Linked DNA regions of Mus musculus: region 2 is linked to region 1. The links are chromatin contacts, called in public HiChIP or PLAC-seq maps. All regions are on one chromosome and are shown on one strand. Each heading gives the region's core, a stretch centred on a gene start, on an enhancer-like site or on the middle of the called end of the contact. The rest is flanking DNA. Distances are from core to core; before and after follow the strand shown.

Region 1 (6,493 bases), core at 2,881-5,380:
TGTTCAACTTTGCCTGGGGGATCTGAGGCAGATGAAGGGCAAACTGTGGTTGGGCTTCTCCTCTCGAAAAGGGCGAGCAGTTGTTCTTTCTGCAAATGCCTGTGCTGTTTCTGCAAATGCCTGTGCTGTCTGTAAGATGTGGGTGTAACATCTACCTCGGTAGAGGTTCATGGGAAATGATGGAGACAATGGATGAGCTCTGTTACTTCACAAAGTATCCACTAAGTAGTAGATACCAGTGTTACACGGTGCTTCACAAAGTATCCACTAAGTAGTAGATACCAGTTGAAAGCAAAGGTAAACAGAACGGCCATAAGACTCAGCAATTCCACTTCTAGGTATGTGTCAGAAAGAACCTGAGGATTCAGATGACTGCGTTATTCAGTTCAGCCAAAGGGCAGAAAAAAATGCCAAGTGTCCCTCAGCGCGCTTCTACAGATAGAGTGGCAACAGATGGCTGGATGTGACCGTGAAAGACAGAAGTTCTGACATGCTAGAACATGGATGAACTGTGACGATCACATGCTAAATGGAAAAAAGTCATTAAAATCATTATGGTTCCACTTGTGTGAAATATCTAATCAAATTCACAGAAGTATAAATGATAGTTTGCAGGGAGATTTTTATGTTAGGGATAGTTGTTGTATTTAAAGCTGCGAATTTTCACTAAAGACAGACTGAGCAGTGCCGATCTGTCACTGGGTGTGGCAATGCAGTTTGGCTGAGGGGACTTGCTGAGGCCAGCAGAGGGTCCTCAGAGAGGATCTGCACCTCCCAGAAGGTTGTGGAACTGAACGTTCTTCTACCTCTGTGCGCGCATTCTGTTGAGATGGTGGTCCAGAGGAGCCATTGCTCTGGAGAAAGAACAGGAAGAGAGGAGGCTAGATCCCAGGTAGGCCTTTAACTCCAGTGACACGTCCCAGCTATAACTGTTTGTCTCTTTCTTCATTCATGTCTATGCATCTTATTTAATGACCCACTGAGTAGTTTAAACAAGGGCCATCTGCGTGACCACAGAGCCGCCCAAGAGAGCCTGGTGATGTCGGTGACGTCCCCTCTCCCAGAATCTATCAGCAGCCAATAGTTCAGCAGCAAGGGATAGGGTCTCATGAGCCCCTCCCCCACCCGTGACAGATTGTTGACAGGGCCAGCCTTGTGCAGGTCAGTGACGGTAACCATGGTTGTTAAGTTCACGATTGGAATTGTTTCAAGTCTAAATGGCATTTTGAAGCCTGTCACCCTGTCTTCTGGCTCTCACACACTTCTTGCCCCCTCTTCCTTACAGGAAAGTGACATAAATGTCACTGATTTTTTTTCCCAACACCAACCATCTTTCCTTTTCTTTCCCCTAATAAGTCACATACCATGTATGCCTTCCATAAAGCACCTTTGGAGTCAATTCCTTGGGATCATACTGAATGTTAAGTTACCTGCTTTATATGTTCGCATTTGCATGTCATTTGCATATGCTTTATAAGCGTGGCCCATGCTAAACACGGCCCTCTCCTTCAAACATCTCTGCTCCTGTGTCTTGGACTTCCCTCTTCAAGGCCACAGTTTCCTAGTCTTCTTTGCAGTCTCCTGCCAGTGACCACATATTAAGTGTTAACTTCCCACCATGCTCTATCTAACCTGGGGCACACTTCCCTTGGACAATCTTGCCCACTCCCCCAAATCAGGTACCATTTATATGTTGAAGGCTGTCCCAGTATGGTTCTGAGGTCTCTCTAGAGCAGCAAGCTGGTTTCCTTTCCTCCCTGACTGTATTGCCCTATGTATGGTAAGTTTCTTCCCTGTCACCAGGGTATTTGGGGGCTTAAATCCTAAGGACACATACTTTAGGAGACTTGAAAATACAAACAAGTGCTAACACTAACAATGGGGGAGAGGGCACTAAATGATACAATAAAGAAGCAATTAACCAAATCTGAAACACAGAACACTCTATAAGTGGCTGATTAGATGACTGGCCAATAGTATAAAAGAGGCAGGATGATGTAGACGTTTAAGTGACACCTCAAAATGCAGTCTACAGTAAAAGTCTTGCTCAATCCTGATTCAAACTAGCAATACAAATGAACGTTTGAAACTATTGGAAAAGCTAAACACAGATAGGACATCAAATGCCGAAGAATTATTCCTGCTTTCCATAACTGTAATAACAGCCTCGTGGTGACATAAATAAGAGAGACCACCTCTTAGGGATGTACCGTGGAATGTGAACAAAATAAAATAAAAAAATCAAGAAGATGTCAGTGGGCTTCGCAGCTGGGTGTTCACCCTCCTTCTTCTGTCCTGTATATTTTTAAAGGCAGGTCAACTAAAAGGGAAAAAACCCGACAAGAGTGGGGGAGGGGTATCCTGGCATCCCCGGGATTCTTGTTTATAGAACCAAAGGGCTATCTGGTGCAAGTCCTTGACTCCAGCAATCAATCTTGGCCACAAGCCTGGGTTTATCTCAGGCACACGTCCTTTGTTTTTTCAAACACATATAAAGCACTGGAATGTCTTCTCAGGGACAGGAAACAGTGAGGCTTGTTTTTTTTTGTTGTTGTTAAAAGCAACAGCAGCATTGCCCAGCTATGGAGTCCCACGTCATCCATCACTGCTGTCAAACTACAACTTAAGACCCTAGTGGTCAAGCTGCCTGGGTCCTAACGGGGAGAAAGAAACAAAGTTAGATCCGTGCGACTCCTTGTTCACCTGTAGCTCCTGCAGATCCCACTTCTGTTTACCGTCACAATCTAGAAATTAACAATCTAGTAATAAGGACTAATAGTTTCTGGAAATGGAGCCCTTAGAAGAAAGAAGCCACAATCATTTGGGAAAAGTGCTTAAGACCTTTTTTTTTTTTTAATGTAAGGGCTGCCTTCCCCAAACATGCTTCTTGTCCCAGTTGCTAGAGATGTGGTTACTCAGAGAACAAACTCAGGTATGGAAGGGACAGAAGGGACGTGGGGATAAGCTCTGATTTGAGGCTCTAAAAGTTGGATTGGGTGAGAGAATGTATTTCCCTCAGACCTATTTAAAATAGATCTTGACATATGTTTAGCCCACCCTGCTGATTGACCCCATTCCATTGCCTTTTTACCATAATTTCTGGTTCTGGGTGCCCACAGCCAGAGACCTTTGACCCCCATGTCTGAAGTTACTACACCCAGGCCTGGTGACGTCTAGTGAGCTGGTCCCCATGGTCCTCCTCTTTGGTCTGGGATTTTGTTAATTAATGGGTAGTTCCAAATTTTGGGAAGTTCCTGCTATCATTTTAGTGTGAGAACTGGATAAATAAATAACCCCCAATACCCCATGGAAAAGAAACCCAGCACGGAAACACCAGGCATCACTGCTGGGTTGGTAATGCCCGAGTGAAGGTTTGTCCCTTCAGAAACTCTGAGACTGGAGACCAGAATAAGGAAAATCTAGGAACTTCTTCAAGAGAATACCAGCCCCTCCCAGGCCCCTCCCTATCTCCTGTGTGTGTGTGTGTGTGTGTGTGTGTGTGTGTGTGTGTGTGTGTGTGTGTGTGTATGCCTGTGTGCATGTGTGTGTGTCTGGGTATGTGTTTTTCTGCGTGTCTGTGTATGTGTGTCTGTGTCTATGTGTGTCTCTGTGTGTGTGTGTGTGTGTGTGTGTGTGTGTGTGTGTGTATTTCTGTGTGTTTCTCTGTGTGTATGTGTGTGTGTTCTTGTTATCTCCTGGACCATCAGACTGAGACATTTCTCCAGTACCCAGTTCCACGGTGTGGCTTGACTCGCTCTGGCTGAAGGAGGCTGCACAATGCCATGGCTGCCACATCAGGAAGTCAGTTCCTAGAAGTCACAAAACAAGATTTGACGTGAGGGGATGTCCCTAAGTGAGAGTTCCCTTCTGGATAAGATACCGAAGGCTCCGTTACAGGCAGTTCTTGGGGGGTGGAGGGGGGACACACACACAATAGGAGGATGAGGCATGGAGAGGGTTTTTTTGTTTTTTGTTTCCTCTAAAGACCCGTATCAGTAAAATACTGCTGGGGAAGGTGAGGAGCAAGGCCTCTATCTGGAGTCAAGGCCAGAGCGTTATCCCACTCACCGTCTTCCGCTGTCCCACGAGGTCCCAGCCAGCGCGGATACAGATATTCTTCCTAAGAGTCCAGAGGGATATTCTCCCCTAAGTGCTTGAGAGAACAACGGAGAACTGTTGTTACACCGGGAATCTTCTATCCACTCCTGGCAGCTGGATCAGAACGATGCCTCTGTCCCTGCTGCTCACCTGCCTCTCCACCACAGTCACCTTGGTGTCACCTGCGGGTAAGTCCCGTGTCAAGAATTTGGCACAATGTACTTTTGTGTTGCTGTTTGCTTTTGGGTACCAAATGTTAAGAACCAGATGACAGGGCCTTAAATACAGCCCTATGGTTGTGTAAAACAAACAAAAACAAAAACAAAACAAAAACAAAAAAAAGACAAAACAAAAACAGTCATTCAACCTACATGGATATATATACCCACCCAGAGAATTTTTGTTTCGTGTTCCTTTAGCTTCCTGCCTGAGTGGCTAGGACTTCCAAGGACCTTTTTTCTCTACAACCTTCCTATGAGCTAAGGGGTTCTGGGAGTATGTGTGAAAAGAAATTAGATCTCTTTCTAGGGTAAGGACGTTAGAGTTCCAACTTTAAGAATGGAAACGATATTTTCTTTCCTTTAGAAATGAGAGTAGAGCTTTTTCCTTAATGAGTAAAAGGGAGCAAATGTTCTGTCCCCATGAAAGGGGCAGACCTGGATAAAGCAGGTATTAAATTTGACCTTTAAAAATATGAGTGACTTTTTGCACAGACCAAGCAACTTCTCAGGCTTGGCATAAAACTTGCCAACGAGGATCCTTCTGGGTGTTTCTGTGTAGCTCAGTGTATGACTGGCTTAGATTGGTTTCTCTGCAGTAACTTGGGCCACACTGACACCTTTAAATATATATATAATTTACATATGTGTGTATAGACACACACACACAAAGTTTGAATCCAGGCAATAGTGGCACAACCTTTAATCCCAGCACTCAGGAGGCAGAGGCAGGTAGATCTCTGTGAGTTTGAGGCCAGCCTGGTCTACAGAGTGAGTTCTAGGACAGGACAGCCAGGGCTACACAGAGAAACCCTGTCTTGAAAAACAGAAACCAAGCAACAACAACAACAACTGATTGAACCCTGAGGAGATATGCGTATTACAATATCCTGGATGGGATCCTGGGACAGGGGACATTGTAGATAGAAACTAAAACAATGTGAATGACCACAGGCTTGAGGTAATAATAATCAATGGTGCTTCTCAGTGCTTGGAACCCAGGAAAGAAGAGGTGAACAGGGAGAAGCAGGGGACAGGACAGGGAGCTTCTAGACACAGCAAAGGCACAAGGGCTGAAAAAACTGTGACTTGGACAGTGTACAGGGCCTTCGAGGTACACCAGCCTCCAGGATAACAAGATAGGGACACAAATACGTCTGCTCAGGCCCCGTGGTTGGTCTTTGTATAAGATCCAAGCTCCTAAGTGTTCTGCTGAGCCGCTGAGCTTTCTAGCAGGGAGGGGGACTTTGAGAGAAACATACAGGGTTGTTCTCTTTCAAGTCGCTGAGGACTGTCTGAGCTAACTAGGATCAGTTTCTATAATGCCACATTCTTGGCTCCACACTGAGAGCAAAAAGACGATTTGACACCAAATGGGAATTTTAAAAGAGTGTGGAAGAATGTAATGTTAGCAAATATCCAGCAACTGTGTTTGTGTGACATCTCATATAGGGTCAATCTCTTCTTCACGCCACTGTTCCTCTACAACAGGAGGGCAACTGAACTTTCCAACAGTCTAAGAAATGACATTTAACTTTAAGGAAAACTTTAGAAATCATGGAATAGTCATTACGGGAGTTGTTGTCAATGCCATGAAAGGTTGAGAGTCTAACATTTCTTGTAAAATTAGAGACAGGGAGATGAGTGAAATATTTCTATGAAGTTATAATCATCTGTGAAATTGTTCTGGAAGCCCTGCTTGGCTGGAGAGCCATAGCCAGAGGGGTGGAGGAGACTTCCCCCTAGGAGAAGGGAGGGAATTTGAGGACATCTCTTCAGGGAGCACTGAATTGTCAGCTGGCACTCTGCTGGGGCAGCTCGGAGGCATTTTAAAGACTTTGGAAGGAACTCGCAAAACTTGAAGAGAAGGTGGCACAAGCAAGAATTTACAATCCTACAAATGTCATTTCCAGAAAGCACAATGTCCTGAACACTTTTTGCCCCAGACCGTCAAGTTATTTCCTGCCTGCTCTTGCCAAGCTGCAGAGTATTTCAAAGCAACTGGCCGTGTGCCTCGGGCCTTTCCCTTTCTGTGGAATGAGCTTTCCACATTCTTTATTCAGTCAGACTTCATACTGAGGCAAGACCTGACTGCCACTTTTGCAAAGGTAACTCAAGGCCTTCCCCCTTTTTCACACACCACACACACACACACACACACACACACACACACACAC
Region 2 (6,664 bases), core at 3,833-6,332, 560 kb before region 1:
TTCCAGAGGACTCAGCCAAGTCCTCTATCCTCCTTGGGCACCAGATACACCAGCAGGATTCACACATACATGGAAGCACTCACACATACAAATTAAATAAACATATTTAAAAAGGAATGCATGGAAAAGAAGGGAGTGGCAGTGAAGATAAATGGTAGACTCAAAGAACATTTAAAAGTGAAAGTCAGCAGGATGTGGCAATATACACAAAATGATTACATTAATCTGCAATCAGTCCTCTGACATTTCAGGACACAAAACACTAAACTCTCATCATTAGTAATTAAGCAAAACCACCATAAGTAAGTGTGGAAGACTGAAGGGCTGGCTCCCTGCTGAGATTCCTGGAAGCCCTATCCCATGAAGCTGATAGGGACTCTACTCACTCACTTGTAGAGCAGGCTAGGGGCACTGACGGTGGCCCGGAATCCGTGAGGGGTCTGTGCCACCTCGTAGGCACCGCAGGGCTCATCAGAGTATTCCATGGAGTCTGCAAAGAAACCGTAACATGTCTAAAAAGGCTCAATGGAGAACAGCCCCCGCCTTAGCCCACAACCAATCTCAGGGTTAAAAGAGGGGAAAGAACAGCCTAGTGATTGCTTTACCTCGATCTGCTCATAGAGAAATAAAAAGACCATGGTGGTTACTTTAAATCCTTCAGTCTCAGAAGCCCAGAATGTAGTATATACACACCAATTAGTTGAATTTTCTACGAAGTTAGGGTGCCTGAACAACACATTTTACTATTATCCTGTTGACATGAAGGTCATGCCACATGAACTCACCTTTTAAAGTCTAGAAGTCAGTACATTTTGGTGTTAGGGCACAAAATTACTTCAATGAATTATTAATAAATAAGAATGGTACTAGGAGGGCTGGAGAGATGGCCCAGTGGGTAAGAGCACTGACTGCTCTTCCGAAGTTCCTGAGTTCAAATCCCAGCAACCACATGGTGGCTCACAACCATCCGTAACGAGATCTGATGCTCTCTTCTGGAGTGTCTGAAGACAGCTACAGTGTACTTACATATAATAAATAAATAAATCTAAAAAAAAAAAAAAAAGAATGGTACTAGGAGAACTTTTTCCATAAAAACTCAACATAGAGAAAAGTGAGGTTAGGTATAACGACAAATGCCTGGAAGAGTTCCTGCATCTGGGGAGGGGGACTGGGAGAAAGGAAGAAAACAGGGAGAGAGAAAGAGAGGGAGGGAGGGAGGGAGAGAGGGAGGGAGGGAGGGAGGGAGGGAGAGATAGGGAGAGGAGGGGGAGAAAGACAGGAGGGGAGAGAGGGGGAGGGGGGAGAGGCGGGGGTGGGGGGAGAGAGAGAGAGAGAGAAGGACGGAGGGAGGGAGAGACAAAGAATGGAAAGCTCGCCGAGCAGTGGTGGTGCACGCCTTTAATCCCAGCACTTGGGAGGCAGAGGCAGGCAGATTTCTGAGTTCGAGGCCAGCCTGGTCTACAGAGTGAGTTCCAGGACAGCCAGGGCTACACAAAGAAACCTTGTCTCGAAAAAACAAAAACCATGGAAGAAGTTACAGAGACAAAATTTGGAGCTGTGACGAAAGGATGGACCATCTAGTGATTGCCATATCCAGGGATCCATCCCATAATCAGCCTCCAAACGCTGACACCATTGCATACACTAGCAAGATTTTGCTGAAAGGACCCAGATATGGCTGTCTCTTGAGAGACTATGCCGGGGCCTAGCAAACACAGAAGTGGATGCTCACAGTCAGCTATTGGATGGATCACAGGGCCCCCAATGGAGGAGCTAGAGAAAGTACCCAAGGAGCTAAAGGGATCTGCAACCCTATAGGTGGAACAACATTATGAACTAACCAGTACTCCGGAGCTCTTAACTCTAGCTGCATATGTATCAAAAGATGGCCTAGTCGGCCATCACTGGAAAGAGAGGCCCATTGGACTTGCAAACTTTATATGCCCCAGTACAGGGGAACGCCAGGGCCAAGAAGTGGGAGTGGGTGGGTAGGAGAGTGGGGGGAGGGTATGGGGGACTTCTGGGATAGCATTGGAAATGTAAATGAGGAAAATACCTAATTAAAAAAAAAATACTGGAAAGCTCAAAGAGCTCAAGGCTGACAGTGGGCAGTCAAAAGGATCACATGGGGGGGACCCCAAGATTTAAGGTTCAGTAGAAACCCTTAGGAACTGAAAAGGAAGAGTTGCAAAGAACCTGAAAGGCTCTGCTTATACACTAAACCTAACCCCACAGTCATAGCCCTGAAAATAGTTAGGATCCACCTCAACTATTTAGTTGTTTAGTTTTTGTTTTATTTTTACAAAATTACTGTATGTTAAATAAAGTTAGTTGTGTCTTTAGACCTGTCAAGGCATGACTACAAAGAAGGAAGAAAAAAACTAGCATAACAATAGTTAATATTATCTGACACTGGAATAAATCCTTCAGGGCTTTATTTTAATAATTCATATTCTTAGTCAGGCACTGTGATGCGTTCCTTTAAGCCCAGTACTGAGGAGGCAGGGGCAGGTGGATCTCTATTAGTTCAAGAGCAGCCTGATCTACAGAGTGAGTTCCAGGACAGCCAGGGCTACATAATAGAGAGACTCTGTCTCAAGAAAAAAATTAGTAATAATAATAATTCATATTCTTTTATAATTTCACAGGTAAAGGGGTTTAATTTTGCCACAGAATATTTATAGGTAACAGTAGTAATTAACAAGTACTCCACAGGGGGGCGCAGCAGCTAAGAGCCCTTATTGGTCTTGCAGGTGACCTGAGTTCTGATCCCAGCACTCTGCAACTGAGTGGCTCAGAAGCACCTGTGAGTCCAGTTCCAGGAGATCCAATTAACACCCCTTTAGGCTTCCTTGGGCACCCGTGATCACATGTACACACACACATATTTAAAAAATAATAATGAGGGCTGGAGAGATAGGTCAGCAGTTAAGAGCACTGCATGCTCTACCAGAGGTCCTGAGTTCAATTCCCAGCAACCACATGGTGGCTCACAACCATCTGTAAAGGGATCTGATGTCCTCTTCTGGTGTGTCTGTAGACAGCTACAATGTCCTCACATAAAATAAATAATTTTTAATAATAATAAAAATAATGAAAAGTTACTCTACGTGGCACTGAGGCCTCTGTCCAGGATGAAATCTATCTTGACACACGAACTGCAGCCAGGAACACCTCATCTGAGGTCAGCTTTATTAGACCCACTGAGCAGCAACAAAGCAAAGAATTACCCTTACAGTACAAAGAACATTTTCCCTCTTGTGGGACCTAAGAGACCCCCCAGGATTACCAGGATAGAAATCCTCGTCTTCTTCATGTTGGTACTGTTTCTCCTGGATGGGATTCTTTCTATAATTCCGTCCATCGAACGTTACAATCTGTGGGCGTAGAACATCCATGACAAATGACGTTCCAGGAAAGTCCTGAAAAAGAAAGTGCCCTTTTGTTTAATTTTTTTTTTTTTAATTAAACAATGAATACTTAGGTCACTAAGATGGCTCAACAGGTAAAGGCACTTGCTCCCAAGGCCGATGACCCACACGGCAGAAGGAAAAAGTTGACTCCTGCAGGTTGTCCTCTGGACTACACATGCAGCCAGGTAGCAAACGCACAGACAAAATATGGAAATAAACAAACAAATGTAATAAAAAATTAAGTTAAAAGAAACTCCATTATGTAGGCAAGTAGCATAGACTAAATAAATAAATGTAATAAAATTTTAAATTTAAAAAATTCTGCTAGCCGGGCGTGGTGGCGCACGCCTTTAATCCCAGCACTCTGGAGGCAGAGGCAGGTGGATTTCTGAGTTCGAGGCCAGCCTGGTCTGCAGAGTGAGTTCCAGGACAACCAGGGCTATACAGAGAAACCCTGTCTCAAAAAAACCAAAAAACAACAAAAACAAAAAACAAACAAAAAACAAAAAAACAAAAAAAAATTCTGCTGTGTAGGCAGGTAACATATGCACAGACTACATTCGTAAATAAATAAATGTAATAAGAAATTTAAATTAAAAACTCCATTATGTAGGCCTCAACTGGGCAGTTCACAGCACATCCTAAGCAAAAATAGTGTCGCTTTCCATGAGCTCACCAGTGTAAGTTCTTGTATAGGTGTCTGATTAACCTATAGGGGGTGAGGTCTTGCTAGCCACCTAAGTATGAGCAGAGTGCTTCATTCACCCTATCCAGTATGATATTTTATCGTATCCAGTTTGATAACGCATTGAGGAACCATCGGTACAATACCCGCGGAAGAGAGGTAAGCCGTTTTAAAGATGCTAGAAATAAATACCTTCCAATCAGATTTATTTCCCTATCACAGTACAATTAAAATATGACTTACTAACACAGTTCTCGGACCAACACAGTACTGAGAAGGAACAGTTTCCCGAGGCCACTGCCTCCAGAACACAACAAACGGCTTCACGCTTGAATCAATAATTCGGAATTAAAGGCTCCTGATAAACTACCCCATGTTCCCATCCCAGATGGCTGCGGCTACAAGTTCACGTACTTAACAAGTTCCACCAAAGAAGGCCTAACAATCCCTTCCAAATGAATGCTTGACCCAACCCTCAGTCAAGTCGCTAATCCGCAGCCACCTGCAGGACGCAAGAAGAGGGTTCGTGCTTTGAGAAAACAGAAAATCAACGTTGGCAGGGGGATGCAATTATTAACAGTCTTGTGCCGCGCCACCCTGGTGTGCTACTCCTTTAGCATCCCTTCCCACTTCAAAAACCACGTTCTGTCGAAAAGGAGCCTTTACAAAGTGTGAGCACTGAGCACGAAGCCACAGTGGTACCTTTCCTGAGCAGCTCCAGGCAGAGACTGCGCAGAAGGAGGAGAGCGGACTAGCCCTGGGTCATGGGTGTTTGAAGAGGGAAAAGTGGATATGCTTTCGTGCAATTCTCACATAAAAAGCAAACGCTGAACATCCTACGCTAGAGAGGCGGAGCAGACAGCACCAACGCAAGAAAACCAAAACTGCGGGGGACTGGGGCGGGGAAGGGGGCGGGGCAGCCACAGCGACCCGGAAGTGTTCTCGGAAAGCTCGGTCTGGCCCAGCCGGGCTCCGCCCCCTCCACGCATGCGCGCTAGCACCGCCCTCTAGCCCTCACCGCCGCAGGGACAGGCGCAGCACCGCCATCAAACTCCCACAGCTCAGGCGGGCGCGCGCACGCCGCCGTCTACGTCGTGGCGAGCGAGGCCGCACGGCTTCGTCCAAGGGGCGGGGCTGTCAGTCAAAGTGCACAAGCTGCTGAGGTAAGTGGCCGAGAACCTTCCAGACCTGATTCCCCCCTACGCTCCTACCTGCCAGGACTAACTGGGAGCGTAGGAAGAGACCCTGGAGGCTCGCCCGCGCCGGCCGTATGCAAAGGCAGCGTCATCCGACTGAGCATGCGTGGGGCGGGTTGGCGCCTGCGCCGTGGGCCGGCCGCAAGCCTTCCCTTCCTCCCCGAGTTGTTGGGTAGGAAGCGTACCTGGGTGGAGTTGGAGTAGCCAGGATTAGGGTGCTGGCTCCTCCCCTCTCCCGCGAGCTTCTTCATCCCACCTAGAAAGAGCTACCGCAGCTAGGTGCTGCGGGTGGTGATCCGTCTGTCTAGGTGGGACACCTAGTGATTTTTGTTAGTAGAACCCAACGGGTGTCATAATTAGCCACCTCACTTGGATCCCGATCGACATAAGCATCTGGTTTGTTCTGGGCTTTATTTTAAAGGAGGATCTCTTTTTTTGTTTTGTTTTGTTTTAAGACTATAAGCGGAAAGTTTATGAGTGCGAGGTCGTCCCTGTCGTACACAAAGTAAGTATTTAACCACGCCAGCCATATTGTGCCCCACAAACTATCATTCCGCTTCTTAGGAGCGTTTCCTCTGCTTGGCAGCAGCCACAGCTTCCCTGATAGGGCCAAGTTCCAGATAATCATCATTCAACAAAAGTTCACTGAGTGCCTCGTTATGAGGATGGTAGTCTCCTGAGCGACAGGGTTGAATACTCCATGCAGAAAGAGTCATGACTGGAACTGTCTCGGTCCCCTGCAGCCTCTACTGAGCTGATTGCTTTTGTCCTCGGTTTGTTTGTTTGTTTGTTTTGGTTGGTTGGTTGGTTTTGTGGGGTTTTTTTTTTTTTTTTTTTTTTTGGTTTTTTTGGTTTGGTTTGGTTTTTTTTGGTTTTTCGAGACAGGGTTTCTCTGTACAGCCCTGGCTGTACTGGAACTCACGCTGTAGACCAGGCTGGCCTCGAACTCAGAAATCTGCCTGTCTCTGCCTCCCAAGTGCTGGGATTAAAGGCGTGGGCCACCTCCGCCCGGCTGACCTCGTATTTATAAATCATTCATCCAGGAGCCACTGTGACAAGGGTTTTTATAAGATGCCTCCAGGGTACAAAGGTAGTTTGTTTTCTCCTTCCAACGACATGGGATCCTTTTCAGTGCCTCACACTTGGGTAAGCAAACACTCTAGCCACCTCACAATACATCCCCAGGCCCAGGCTTGAAGCTGGTGTCTGCTGTCTTCCTCCTTAGCCTTTCATAGCTTCCCTGAACCCAGAACATTCCCATTCCCCATAACCTAGCTAACAACATTGCTATGGGGAATCGCTTATCTTCTGCCTCCCAAGGGCTGGGTTTACAGGCAGCTACCACACCTGTGAGGCTTGTAAGTGACTTG

What was found. HiChIP or PLAC-seq counts read pairs in DNA pulled down with a chosen protein or histone mark.
Region 2: a contact with region 1 is called in an H3K27ac HiChIP or PLAC-seq map of extraembryonic endoderm stem cells, with 3 times the contacts expected there. The contact joins the promoter of Anapc16 here to the promoter of Oit3 in region 1.

Annotation. Positions count from the first base shown.
Region 1 is chr10:59,439,416-59,445,908 of GRCm38.p6, reverse strand. It overlaps Oit3 (oncoprotein induced transcript 3), which reads left to right and starts at 4,130. Exons shown (of 9, transcript NM_010959.2): 1 at 4,130-4,286. The coding sequence starts at 4,226. Gm36318 (a long non-coding RNA gene) reads right to left here and starts at 4,156. Exons shown (of 3, transcript XR_380461.2): 1 at 4,069-4,156; 2 at 3,729-3,809; 3 at 2,024-2,654.
Region 2 is chr10:60,001,553-60,008,216 of GRCm38.p6, reverse strand. It overlaps Anapc16 (anaphase promoting complex subunit 16), which reads left to right and starts at 5,082. Exons shown (of 4, transcript NM_025514.3): 1 at 5,082-5,261. Ascc1 (activating signal cointegrator 1 complex subunit 1) reads right to left here and starts at 5,412. Exons shown (of 11, transcript NM_026937.3): 1 at 5,310-5,412; 2 at 3,290-3,422; 3 at 391-490. The coding sequence starts at 3,398.